3 separate regions of the Delphinus delphis genome follow, and regions 1 and 3 are each linked to region 2. A link is a contact called in public Hi-C data. All regions are on one chromosome and are shown on one strand. The core of a region is the stretch at or near the end of the contact, and the rest is flanking DNA. Distances in the headings are between cores, read along the strand shown.

Region 1 (4,119 bases), core at 729-3,228, 220 kb before region 2:
AACTTACCGTTGCACTTAGCATAAAATTCATTATATGTCCGCACTGCACTTAGAATAAAATCAAAACTTTTCAGGCAAAAAATAGTAAAAAAACCAAAAAACCAAAAAAACTCCTCAGATTCTTCAGTATGGTTTTAAGTCTGTTCATTCATCTGGGATTTATTAAGCTTCTGTCTTGTGCCAGACAGTGCTTCAGGGGCTAGAGATACAGCAGTGACCAAAGCAAAAGATCCTCACCATTCACAGGCTGACATTGTTGGGAAGGAGACAAATAAACATGATAAATAAACCAGTCATGTAGTATATTAAATGGTGATCAGTATTCTGGAAAGAATAAAGCTGGGAAGGTGTGGGATGCTATTTATGAAAAGGTGGTCAGGGGAGGTCTCACGAGGTGATACTTCCGCTGATCTGCAGGAGAGGAGGCTATGAGCCCAGGGGATCCAGTATCTGGGGAAAGTGTTCCAAACAGTGGTAACAGGTATCACCGTATACAAAGGCCCTGAGGCTGGAGCATACCCGGGGTGTTGGAGGAACAGCTAGGAGGCCAGCAGTGTGGCGGGAGCTCAGAGAGGAGGGGCAGAGTGGGAGGTGAGCTGGTATAAGAATGGGGACCAGGATGACCAGGACCTGGACGACCTTGTGGGTTTGGCTGAGGCCCCAGGAGTCTCGGTTATTTCAAAAGCTGGGCTGGGCTGCACCAGGGCAAGGAAGACTCCGGCAGCCTTTCCTCCTTTCCTTGACTTTGACACGAGGCACCAAAGGAAGGTTCTGAGCAGGGAGGAAGGGACTTGATCTGACTCAAGTGTTCACAGGCTCCTTCTGACTTCTTGTGAGAAGGAGAGTTGGGAGGTGAGTGGAGGAGCAGAGAGATGGTGAGGACGCTACTGCAGTGGTCCAAGCGAAGACAAGGCGAGGCTGGACAGGACCAGGATGTGTGGCCGTGGGGGAAAGGGGAAGTGGGTGGATTCCGTACATACTCTGAAGATGGAACTGACAGAATTTCCTGAAGAACTGGATGTGGGGTGTGAAGACAGAGGAGCCAAGGAGGACTGCAAGCTTTGTTGCCTGCGCAGCTGGAAGGATGGAGGTGCCATTGACTGGGATGGGGATGACTGTGGGGTGACCAGGTCAGAGAGCAAGATGAGGAGCTCCGCTTTGGATATTTACACTTGACATGCCTCAATGTAGCAATGTCATTTATCTGTATTTATTTATTGCTGCGCCACGCCCCCCCATATTAGCCACTTGAGAACCAATCACATTTATCATGCTCGGCACCATATCGCCAGTACCCAAGAACAGGCCCTGGCACACCAGTAGGTGCCCAATAAATGTTTGTTGAATGAATGAAGATAGACAAGTCCAAAAAATCCTCTACCTTTCCCATCAGCCAGTATCTATTCCAGTCTATCTAACTCCCATGTTCATTTCGTGAATCCCTCAGATGTTTGTTCAAATGTTCTCCTTCTCCGCAAAGGCTACCTTGAGTACTTCGTTTACGTTCCAGCTTTGCTTGATTTTTCTCCATAACACTTACCCCTGTAATATATATGCACTTAAAATTTTGTTGTCTCCCTTCCATGAGGCCAGGGAGTTTTGTCTATCTTGTTTACTGGCAACGCACACAGAGGGCGCTTAATAAATATTTGTTAAATTTCTGTTACTTAATGGGAATACACGCCACGCCTCAGCAGGTTCAAGCCTGATGTCGAGACCCGCCTTACGAATCATCCATGCTCGGGCCCCGCCCACACGCAGAGGCCGCGCGCGCTCACGCGGGAGAGGGGGCGCGGCTCGTCCATGAGCTGAAGGGCCGAGGGGAGGTGCACTCTGCGCAGGCTCCGAGCTCCCCGAGGCGGGGTTTCAGTGCTTTTTGGCATAGGAAGCGCGCGCGCGCGAGAGGGCGGCGGCGGCGGCGCGGTGCGCAGGCGCAGCGAGCAGTGCGCAGGCGTCAGTGGAGGGCGGGCTGAAGCTGCTGAAGCGGCGGCGGTAGCGGCGGCGGCGGCGGCGGCGACGGCGGCTCGGCCAGAGGGGCGGGAGCAGAGGCGGGAGTGGACGGGCTCGGGAGAGGCAGCGGAATGGTGGACTACCACGCGGCGAACCAGTCGTACCAATACGGCCCCAGCAGCGGGAGCAATGGCGCTGGCGGCGGGGGTAGCATGGGCGACTACATGGCCCAGGAGGACGACTGGGACCGGGACCTGCTGCTGGACCCGGCCTGGGAGAAGCAGCAGCGCAAGGTGCGCGGCCCGCGGGCCGAATGGGCTGGAGGGGGGGGGCTTCCGAGGGAGGCTGGGGGCTGGGAGGTCCTGAGACGGAATTGGAGGGTCTGTGGTGAGAACTGGGCGTCCTGGGAATGAACTGGCGGGTCTGGGAAGGGGTTTAGAGTCCTGAAGAGGAGTTGCAGAACTTGAGCAGGGAATTGGGAGTCTGAAAAAATAATTGGCGGCTGAGTAGGGAATATGGAAATCTAAAACAAGGAATCGGGGAGCCCGATGAAGGAATTGGAGGGTCTGGGCGGGGAATTGGGGGAAACCGGCGAGATGATTGGAGACTCTAAAATGGAACGGGGTCTGAGGCGGGACTGGTGGGTCAGGATGGACTGGGGGGTGTTCAGAGAGAAACGGGGGAGTCTGGAATTTGTGGGTCAGGATAGAGTTAGGCGTCGGGGGAGTCTGAAGAGCTCGAGTACGGAGGGGGTTATTTGGATTGCGGAATCCTCTGAAGAGGGTTGGAATTGTGGGAGCCCCGGGTTGGGGGACTTCTAAAGGGGATGAAGATTCTGGAAGTCTGAAGATGGAGTAGGGGTACCAAGGAAGGGATTATGAAGTCTGAAGAGTAGTGGGAGGACTGGGGAGACTGGGGAGGTGGAAGGAGGAGAGGGGCTGAGGAAAGAAGTGGGTGTGAAAGGACCCGGAGCTTGGGGGGTGAGAACGGGGAGGGCTGCTAAGGAGGAGTTCCGGGACTCCGGGTCTGAAGGGAGAAGTTAGGGAGCTGTGAATAGGAGGTTTTGGAGGAGGTGAGATTTATTTGGGGTGCGCTGTTCTACGGGGAAGAGGAGAAGATTGGGAGATAGGAAGAAGAGGAGGAATGTGATGAGGCCGAGACCTCATTGATGAGGAGAGGCCGAAGGGGGGATCCAGAGAGTATCTGGAGTGTTTTGAGGAGGGGTTCTGAAGAACTGATGGAACGCAGACAAAGCTCAGCAAAGGGTTGGCGGCGCCGGAGGCTAAGGTAGCCTGGACCAGGTGAGGATGGCGGGAGGGAATGAGCGGAATGGCGGATGGTGGGAGGGAGGTTAGAGTAGTAATGAAAGTCTCATTAGAAAGGGAGTGTGTGATGGATAGACTGAGAAAGGAATTTGGGGGTGGGGGCTTCTGGACATGCAGTCCCGAGACTGGAGAGAGTGTGTGTATTGTGAAGGGAGAATACATTGTTTGGGGAGGAAGAGGTGAGAGTGTCCAGAAGAATTGTGTCTTTTGGGGGTGGTGGTGAAGAGCTCTTTCTAAAGCAGGGTCTGTTTTCAGGTGGCATGTTGAGAAGGTGGTGTGTGTGTGTGTAATCCAGGGTGGTTGAGAGGGGAGAGCTCCAAGCTTATAGAAGAGAGGGTTTGAGCATGTGCAGCAAGAGCTAAAGAAAGGAGGGTGTTGAGTGGGTGTGTGTGTTGGGAGGGGGCTGTTTAAAAGTGTTGTGTGTGAAGAGGGTGGGAAGTACTTGCACTTAGAGGCATTTAATATGTTCCGGAGATCTGGATTTTCTTCCTAGCTTTGTTGTCAGCTCTGTGGCCTTGGGCAAGGCCCTTGATCTCAGGGCAGTTCTGTCATCTGTGACATGAGGAGGGGTCGAAGGGGTCCCTTCTTGATTCTACAAGGATGGATGTGTGTGGTGTTGGGACTTCGGGAGGGTAGCTTTGGGGGAGCTTCCTCAGGATCATGGGGGCCAACTCAGGCGAGGGGCTCGAGTGGCGAGTGCGGCTGGAAGCCTCTTGAGGGTGTGAGTTGGTGCTTTGGGAGCTCCGTGCAGGCAGCCCAGTGTGGAGGGGAAAGGGTGAAGGGAGCAGCTGTTCCAGGCACCCTGGGGTGGAGCCTGGCATGACCTTGGGTAAATTACCAACCT
Region 2 (4,464 bases), core at 1,605-4,104:
ATGGCGAGGAGTAAATCCAACCACCAAAATTTACCATTTTAATAATTTAAAAAGTATCTTAAAAATTTATTTATTTTTGGCTGCATTGTGTCTTCATTGTTGCATGTGGGCTTGCTCTAGTTGCAGTGAGCAGGGGCTACTCTTCGTTGCAGTGCAAGGGCTTCTCATTGCGATGGCTCCTCTTGTTGTGGAGCACGGCCTCCACACGGTGCATGGGCTTCAGTAGTTGTGGCACGTGGGCTCAGTAGTTGTGGCGCATGGTCTTAGTTGCTCCGTGGCGTGTGGGATCTTCCTGGGCCAGGGCTGGAACGCATGTCCCCTGCACTGGCAGGTGGATTCTTAACCACTGTGCCACCAGGGAAGTCCTTTAACCATTTTTTAAGTGTACAGTTCGGGGAGGAGGGATAAATTGGGAGATTGGGACTGACCTATACACACTATATAAAATAGATAACTAATAAGGACCTAATGTATAGCACAGGGAACTCCACTCAATATTCTGTAATGACCTATATGGAAAAAAATCCAAAAAAGAGTGGATATATGTGTATGTATAACTGATTCACTTTGCTGTATAGCAGAAACTAACACAATATTGTAAAGCAACTACTCCAATAAAAAATTGTTTTTAAGTGTACAGTTCAGTGGCATTAAGTACATTCATATCGTCGTGCTATCATCATAACTACCCACCTCTGGAACTTCTTTACATTCCCAAACTGAAACTCTGTACCCATTAAACTTTCTCCCCTCCTGCCCCTGACAACCACCATTCTACATTCTGTCTCTGTGAATTTGCTCCAGGTGCCTCATACAACTGGAATCACACAGTATTTGCCCTTTTGTGACTGGCAAATTTCACTTAGCATAACGTCTTTAAAGTGCATCCACGTTGTAGCATGTGTCAGAATGTCCTTCCTTTTTAAGGCTGAATGTTATTCCATTGTATGTATTTACCACATTTTGTTTATCCATTTATCCATCAGTGGACCCTTGGGTTGCTTCCACCTTTTGGCCACTGTGACTAACGCAGCTATAAACATGGGCATACAAATATCTGAGTCCCTTCTTTCAGTTCTTTTTGGGTATATATCCAGAAGTGGAATTGCTGGAATACATGGTAATTCTATGTTTAATTTTTTGAGGAACTGCCATATATTTTTTGTTTTTCTTTTTTGAAAAATTAATTAATTTTTAATTATTTTTGGCTGCGTCGGGTCTTCCTTGCTGTGCACAGGCTTCCTCTAAGTTGTGGCGAGCGGGGGCTACTCCTCCTTGCAGTGTGCGGGCTTCTCATTGCGGTGGCTCCCCTTGTTGCGGTGCTTGGGCTCTAGGCACGCGGGCTTCAGTAGTTGTGGCTCGCTGGCTCTAGAGCACAGGCTCAGTAGTTGTGGCGCATGGGATTCGTTGTTCCGCGGCATGTGGGATCTTCCCGGACCGGGGCTTGTACCTGTGTCCCCTGCGTTGGCAGGCGGATTCTGAACCACTGCGCCACCAGGGAAGTTCCTAGGTTTTCTTTTTTAATTAACTTCTCTGAGCCTTAACTTCCCCTCTGATAAAATAGGGGAAATAATGGTACCCACGTCATAAAGTTGTGAAATTTAAATGAGACTCATCTGTGTAAAGCACTTAAAATAGGATGGTAGGGGGGCCCAAGAGAGGGCTGGGAGGATTTGGGGTCCCCATCATCCTCAGCACCCCAGCAGGGTCTAGAAGTATGGTGACCCTGGTTCTAGTTCCCCAGCATGCAGTACTATATAAGTGCTAGCTTTATTATTATTAATAATAATATTCACTGCCTTATTCTCAACATCTGGAACACAACAGGGGTGCTCCCTACATATCTGTTCAAAAGCACATTCATTCATTAAATAACACTATTTAACTGCCTACTACCTGTGGGGTAGGTGCACAACTCTACCTCTCATTCTCCAAAGGCAAGAGGCAACCCCCGCCCCTACCGCTGATTCACACCCCCCCGCCGCTGATTCACATCCCTGTCCCCCATTTTCCTTCGTGGCCTTAGGATAAGCCTGGCATGAGGTCTAAGCACAGAGGACGCTGGCAGACAGTAAGTTCCTAACGCAGAGTGGGTACCCAGCACGCTTTATGGGGCAAGCGCATCATGGGTATCTAGACAGTAGGGCCTTAGCACTCTGGCTAACTGGCACGTAGTTAGGTGCCAAGTACAACACGTTGGCTAAACTTGGGAAGGAACTAAAATTCCTGCGATAAGACCGGCCCCTGCTGGAGAGTTTCTTGCTAGCCCATTTCGTCCGTAAAACGAACAGCCAATAGACAAAGCGGCCCGGCCTCGCAACCACCGGCCGGCGCAAGCGCACTCACGATCGTGGGCAGATCCTCCGACCGCAGCTCCCCCTTGCGGAGCTCCAGGGCGCGCGCGGCCTCTTCCGGGTATGCGCACAGCGGCTCCATGTCCAGCTGAGGGAGCGCGCTGTAGCCCTCACGCGCGTGCTCGTACAGGAGGTTCCGGTCTCGTCTCTCTGTAGCGAAACTTCTCCTTGGGCTCTGGTTGCAAACGCAGCCTCCCCGGAGCCGCGAGCCCCGAGCAGCCACCAGAGGCCACAAGCGCCGCATTATGGACGCAGCCATCTTGGAAGGGGGACAAAGAGACACGCACTCTTCGTCCCGCCCACTACGCGTTTAGACTAATTGCAAAGCAGCTATTCTTGGGACTAGCCAATCAGAGCCTGGAAGGGGTGAGCCCTCTCCCATGCCTCAAGAAAAAAGATCAGCGAGAACAGTTGACCGAGATTGACACTGTCGTTGCCCAATCGTCATCTGTTCCCCGCCCCTTCAGTGTACGGGAGAGGCAGAACCAGCCAATCCCTGCCGGGATAATCCCTAGACCGTGCTAGAGGCCGCATTCGGCGTGTCTGTGGACCCGGCTAGGGTCGGTAAGGTCGGCAGAGTTCTCGGGTCCTCCAAACTTCCCGGGCCTCCTCTCAGTTTCTAGTTTCCTTCTGTTTGTGAGCGGGGGCGGTTGGGAGAGCCTATTCAGAGCAAGACTAAATTTACGGAGGGATTTTCTGTTAGCAGCGTTAGGGGTTGTGGTTTTACAATGAGAGGAAATTCCTTAGATTTAACCGGAAGGCTCCGAGAGTGGGATGGGGAGAATTTGGACCCTCCCCCGACTACGGCCACTTTCCCTTCCTCCTGCTTAATGAGTCTCTTATCCCCTAACACAGGGACGCTGCAGGCGGCGGGATGTCCTGGTCCGGCCTTCTCCGTGGCCTCCGCACGTCCCTAAATCATGGTAAATGGGGGGCTTGGGCTGCAGAGACGAGGCTGCGTGAGGGTTATTTCCCCTGGGACTTGTGTCCCTCTGCCTTAGCCCCGAGTTTCGGCGGAGCAGGGGTTTCAAGGGCAAGAGGTAGGAAGTAGCATTTAGGCGTCTGGTGGGTATCAGGAGTTCGGATCAATTATTTTTTTCAGCAAATGATATTAAATACTTCCCATGGGTGAGACATCCAAGCAAGACTTTGAAGTCATTCATTCAACTGACGTTTTCTTTTCCTTTTTTTTTTTTGGCCGAGCCACACGGCTTGTGGGATCTTAGTTCCCTGATCAGGGATCAAACCCGCGCCCCTTGCACCCTTGCAGTGGAAGCGTGGAGTCTCAACCACTGGACCGCCAGGGAAGTCCCCAACTGATGTTTTTCAAGAGCCTACTACATGCCAGGCACTGAGAGGGACACTTTATTTATGAACCTAGTTCTTCCACAAACATCAAATGATTCTCCTGGGCCATGCCCTTATGAGAAATATTCCACTCAGTCACTCTGCAGACCTTTATTCACCAAGGGTCACAGGACTGGACAAGACAGATCTGTGCCCTGCTTGGGGAATCTGGGCTGGCTTGACATGCATATTTCATGGAAGCCTCTCACACACGGTGCTAAGGAGGGAGACCTGAGTGTGGTGCCCACCATACAGATGAGGACACTGAGGCACTGAGAGGTGAACAGTCTTGGTCAAGGGCAGACCCGTCGGAAGAGACTTCTAGGAATGTCTCGTCCTGAGGATTGTGCTGTAACTTGAGGCATAAGGACACATGGAAATGGACTGTAGGGCCAGGACCTGCCCTGAATCTGGAGGGGAGTGTGACATTTGGGTGTGAGAGGGCATTCGTGCTAGGGACACAGAGAGAGGATGCACCTCACAGCTCTGGCCTGGGAACTCCAAGAGGACATGGCCCAGGGTTGTCTCAGTCACCACTGCGTCTCCATTATTGATTGGGGCCAAGACACAGTAGGTGCTCAATGAATGTTTGTTGAAGAGAATCCAGTTGTTTGAGTCTTTTTATGTCCTATTTCCTGTCTATGAGCACATCCTGTCATCTACCTTAGAACCATATTCCTGCCCTTTTCCCCCACCTGCCTTTCCTCTCACTGCACTGCAGCCACACTGCCCTCCTTTCTGTTGATGTGTTCGTGGACACAGG
Region 3 (4,266 bases), core at 499-2,998, 240 kb before region 2:
ACCCACACCCTCCAATGCTCCGAGAGAGTGAAAAGCAGGCTAAGAGAATCAGAAATACAGTCACTATTAAACGAACATGTGGGCACTGAGGATGAGCCAGAAATGCAGAAATACTCAAACGCATGAATACACCTTGGTGAGAAAATGCAGACACGGGGAAGATGGGGCAGGGGAAGTAGAGGGGATCATTGCATGCAGAAAGACTGGGGCTGGACTCTCAGGTCCTGGAGGACAGGGGTCAGTGCCCGCTCGGTCACCACAGTATCCCCAGCATCATACAGGCCAGGCCAGGCCCAGAGGAGGGGCCAGCTTACTGTGTGAAATATGGACCGTAAAGACAGTCCCAGGAGACACAAAGGCAGAGAGACAGGACAGGCGAATTGGGGGGAATGGGGCTACCTGGATCCCCGTGCCCTTCCTCTCACCTTGGTAGATGTCCTGGAGAGAACCAGCCCCACAGAATTCCATGCAGATCCAGAGCTTCTGCAGCCTGTAACAGTTCAAAAGCAATACTAATAACAGCAGTAATGATTATAGGATACCTCCTGGCTCACTGTCCATCTTATTCTAGTTCAACAAGAACTTTAATGTAAGAGCTGTCATCTCTCTATTGCCCACTACAGTGAGAGCATCCCATTTTATAGATGGGGAAGTTGAGGCTCAGAGAGGAAATATATGTTTAGGATCAACTGGAGTGGAATCCAGCTCTTTGGGCTCCTGACCCGTGGCATCCTCTGTCGTCCCATGCTAACCTAGGAGACAGGGTAGAGACCTCACAGGTTGTGGAAGTTTGGAGGGGACAGAGGAGCTAGGATACCAGGTCTGGGGGACAGAGGACTTTATTGGGGCATCTGGGATCTTAATTTGGGGGTCAGGGAATTTAGGGGTTCGTATTAAAGGAAATGAAAGTGAAACTAGGGGACCCGAAGGGCAAAATGATGAAAGATTAGTTTTAGGGGACTTGGTTTCAGGTTTGGTTACTCAGAAGGGGTCAGTTTGGTGGACCCCTAGTCAGAAATGGGAGTTATCTATTGGAGATTAGATTTGGGGGTGCTCTGGTCAAAAAAGTGGGACTTTGGGCTGGGGATCAAGTTAGGAGTGCCCCAGTTAAAAATGGGGGTCCAGGATTTGAGGTCAGGTTAGGGGGTACCCTGGTCAGGAATGGGAGCTCGCGTGTAGGGGCTGGGCTGGGTGTCAGGGCAGGTCTGAGGCTCATCACCAGAGATAACTCCCATGGTAGGCAACGATGTTGGCGTGCCGACAAGTTTTCAAGATGAGGATTTCCTTCTGAAGTGTGGAAACATCATCGTCTGCAAGGAGGGACAGAGAGAAAAGGCTGCTACAGGGAGGGAGTATGGGGGAGATCCCAGTGTCCCAGGAGGTGGGCGTGTGGGGAAGAAGCTCCTGAGGTCCTCTCCTCACCAGGCTCCATCTTCACCATCTTCAACGCCACCAGGTCCCCCGTCACCTTGTCTCGAGCCTTGTAAAGGGGAAGTTGGCAGTCAGGCGGGCTCCATTCGCCTGAGCTCCTCCTCAGCAACCCTGAACCAAAGCCAAGGACTGGGACCCTCTCACATCCCCTTCCCTTCTTGGGCCTCACCCCAAAGGTCACCGGTTTGAGGGTGATGGAGAATGAGGGGGTTCCTCACCTTGAAGACTTCCCCATAGGTGCCACCACCCAGCCGCTGTAGCAGGTCATAGTGGTCCCGGGGATCCCTATTAAAGATGTCAGGGTCCACGAGGTCCATTCCTGGGGCCCGGAGCTGGGCCTGCGCCCAGTGGCCAGCAGGGCCTCAGGGCTCGGAGTGCTGTCACCTCCCTCCCTCCCCACACGCCCTGCACCCGCCTTGCCTCCACCGGCTGTGGCCTCCCCCCTCCCCACTCTCGCTTCCTGCCCCAGCACAGAGCTCTGCAGCCGGCTCCACCCCCTGTCCCCTGGGCCCTAAGAGCCTGTGAGGGGCAGCTTGCCTTGGGACCCAGGGGACACCCCCTCCACTTCCAGGGCCCTGGGCTGCATGTAAACCAGATGCAAACTATCTTAATTGTGACCTGGAGGGGTGCCCTAACACTCCCTCCCCCGTTCTGGGCAGCGGCTAAAAACTACAGTTGAACCTCTGCTGAGTGCTTGAGTGCTGGGCCACAACTCAGAGATGGCAGGTCTGCACAGAGACGGCCATGCAATGTATATCACTGCTCACCGGGGGCACATACATGCACTTAGTGGTAACCTCCTGTGCGGTGCGAAGACCAGTCGACATGCAAATGCCTGGATATCCGTGTGCACATATGTGGATGTACCCAGAGCATATACATAAGTGACACATGCATGTGTATCCATGCCTGCAGCGTGCAGAATCTGTTCACACATCTCATGACGGCACACACGGGGCACTCGCTTTCACCCACAAAACGAGCCGGAGGAGTCCAGGAACCCCCTCACCCTGCCCCTGCCGGGCAGAGAACAACGGCTTTGCGGGCCGCAACCCCCGGCGTTAGAATGGAGTGCGAGGAGCTCAGGATCCTGCCTCAGGGACCGAGGCCTGGGCCAAAAGGGGACCTCAGAGAGCATCTTCCTCGGGACTTGGCCACGGCCCAAAAGGAATCTGTCTAACACGTGCATTCCAACACAGTTTTGAGTTCACGGCCGCGCGCAGTGCGACGTGGGTGCAAGCCACCAGTAAACAGGCTCCTTCACTGGGAGTTCCCGCGCACTTCCCAAGGACTGGAAATGGATACTCGAGGCCCCGGAAAACCTGAGCCCCGCCTCCTCGCCTCTAGAAGCGCCTGCGCACTGGGCTAGACTAGGTCTTTTCTCGCGCCGTTGGTTCTGCTCGGTTAGAGAGTATGCGCACGCGCTAACTGCGCCGCTGGGAAGAAGTCACGCGGCAGCCGGAAAGCGTGGCAGTAGCCTCCAGAGCTTCCCCACACCTTCACCGCCACTCGGGCTGGAGAGAAAACAAAGACGTAGTTTCCGTTTCCACCAGCTCTTCCTCTTCCAGTTCTCGAGGACGCAGTGCCGGCCGGGAGTTCGGCTGTAGCCCTGGTGTGGGAGGCGACAACAGTCATGGCGATGTTCGAGCAGATGAGAGCGAACGTGGGCAAGTTGCTTAAGGGGATCGACAGGTCTGAGCCTGGTCGGAGGGAGCACTTCTGGCCAAGAGGGGTGGAGGAGAGGGTTTTCTGGAGACAGCAAGGGGTGGGATTTTTCAGTCATCCTGGAGGACATGTTTAAGGAAAGCACTGTAAAGGCCTAAAGGCAGGTGGTAGCCTTGCCAACCGCTCAGTCTCCCCCTCTTTAATTGCTTTAAGCCCGCCCTCTCTGCTCCTCAGCTTTCCCTCTATCAGCCCCTCAGTTTCCTCTCTCTGTTCCTCAGTCTCACTGTGTCTCTCAGTGCCTCTTTATTGCTCTCCTTTTTTTTCCTCATGTCATTCATTGAACACATGTTTACTAAAATCTACTCGGTCAGTTCTGGGCAATGCTGCGGACCACAGGTGACCAAAAACAGCCAAAGGTCATGCTTTCATGCAGTTCCTAGTTCAGAGTCCAGGCAGACCAGACAATAGACAGTGATAGCCAGGAGTGGTCAGAGCGGTGATGGGGGAAGCACAGATAGATTGGTCGGGGCTGGGATGAGGGAAGCTAGGCAGGAGAGGATGGGGCTAGACCACAGTGGGGTTTGGGGACAGAAGGAAGGGGTGGGTGGCGAAGATGTCCAGGGGACCAGGTATACAGGCTGCAAGGGCTGGTTGGCTGAGAGATTGAGGAGGCATCCTAGAAAAGACTCCAGGGTTCTGATGGGGTTTAGAGATTACACTTAGGTCTGGGATGTGGATAAGCTTCAGTAGAGGTTATAGAGCTGATTCAGTATTTGAGTAGAGCAAATGGCCAGTGACAGATGTAGAGGGAGGGAAGAAAGGAAGAGGGAGGAGCAGGCTACAGTGCCCTCCACCCCCCACCGGGTTCCATAGAGTGACGGGCCTCAGCTCTTGTCTCCTCTTTGCTTACCCATCTTGTTTCTCCTCTACTCTAGGTACAATCCTGAGAATCTGGCCACCCTGGAGCGCTATGTGGAGACACAAGCCAAGGAGAATGCCTATGATCTGGAAGCCAACCTGGCTGTCCTGAAGCTGTGAGTGTCTGCCTCCATTCCCACCCCCATGCCAGTAGCCAGCACTCCCAGCACTGGGTGGGGTGGGAGTTGGGAGTGGCCTGCAGGATGTGGCTTCTCTCTCTTTTTCAGAGTTGAAGTATAGTTGATTTACAAC

Evidence for each region. Hi-C and Micro-C count contacts between places; a contact is called where the count stands out from the background.
Region 1: a Hi-C map of lung shows a contact between it and region 2, with 4 times the contacts expected there. The contact joins the promoter of ACTN4 here to the promoter of MRPS12 in region 2. A contact is called at or near these places in 2 of 3 Hi-C or Micro-C datasets (lung and muscle).
Region 3: a contact with region 2 is called in a Hi-C map of lung, with 3 times the contacts expected there. The contact joins the promoter of MAP4K1 here to the promoter of MRPS12 in region 2. A contact is called at or near these places in 2 of 3 Hi-C or Micro-C datasets (lung and muscle).

Annotation. Positions count from the first base shown.
Region 1 is chr20:13,594,297-13,598,415 of mDelDel1.2, reverse strand. ACTN4 (actinin alpha 4) reads left to right here and starts at 1,978. Exons shown (of 22, transcript XM_059999927.1): 1 at 1,978-2,243. The coding sequence starts at 2,082.
Region 2 is chr20:13,375,999-13,380,462 of mDelDel1.2, reverse strand. MRPS12 (mitochondrial ribosomal protein S12) reads left to right here and starts at 2,854. Exons shown (of 3, transcript XM_060000056.1): 1 at 2,854-2,918; 2 at 3,210-3,277. The coding sequence starts at 3,229. SARS2 (seryl-tRNA synthetase 2, mitochondrial) reads right to left here and starts at 2,625. Exons shown (of 18, transcript XR_009517662.1): 1 at 2,347-2,625. It also overlaps the pseudogene LOC132416317.
Region 3 is chr20:13,612,076-13,616,341 of mDelDel1.2, reverse strand. MAP4K1 (mitogen-activated protein kinase kinase kinase kinase 1) reads right to left here and starts at 1,748. Exons shown (of 31, transcript XM_060000756.1): 1 at 1,650-1,748; 2 at 1,423-1,480; 3 at 1,220-1,310; 4 at 426-490. The coding sequence starts at 1,748. It overlaps EIF3K (eukaryotic translation initiation factor 3 subunit K), which reads left to right and starts at 2,940. Exons shown (of 8, transcript XM_060000754.2): 1 at 2,940-3,123; 2 at 4,032-4,130. The coding sequence starts at 3,065.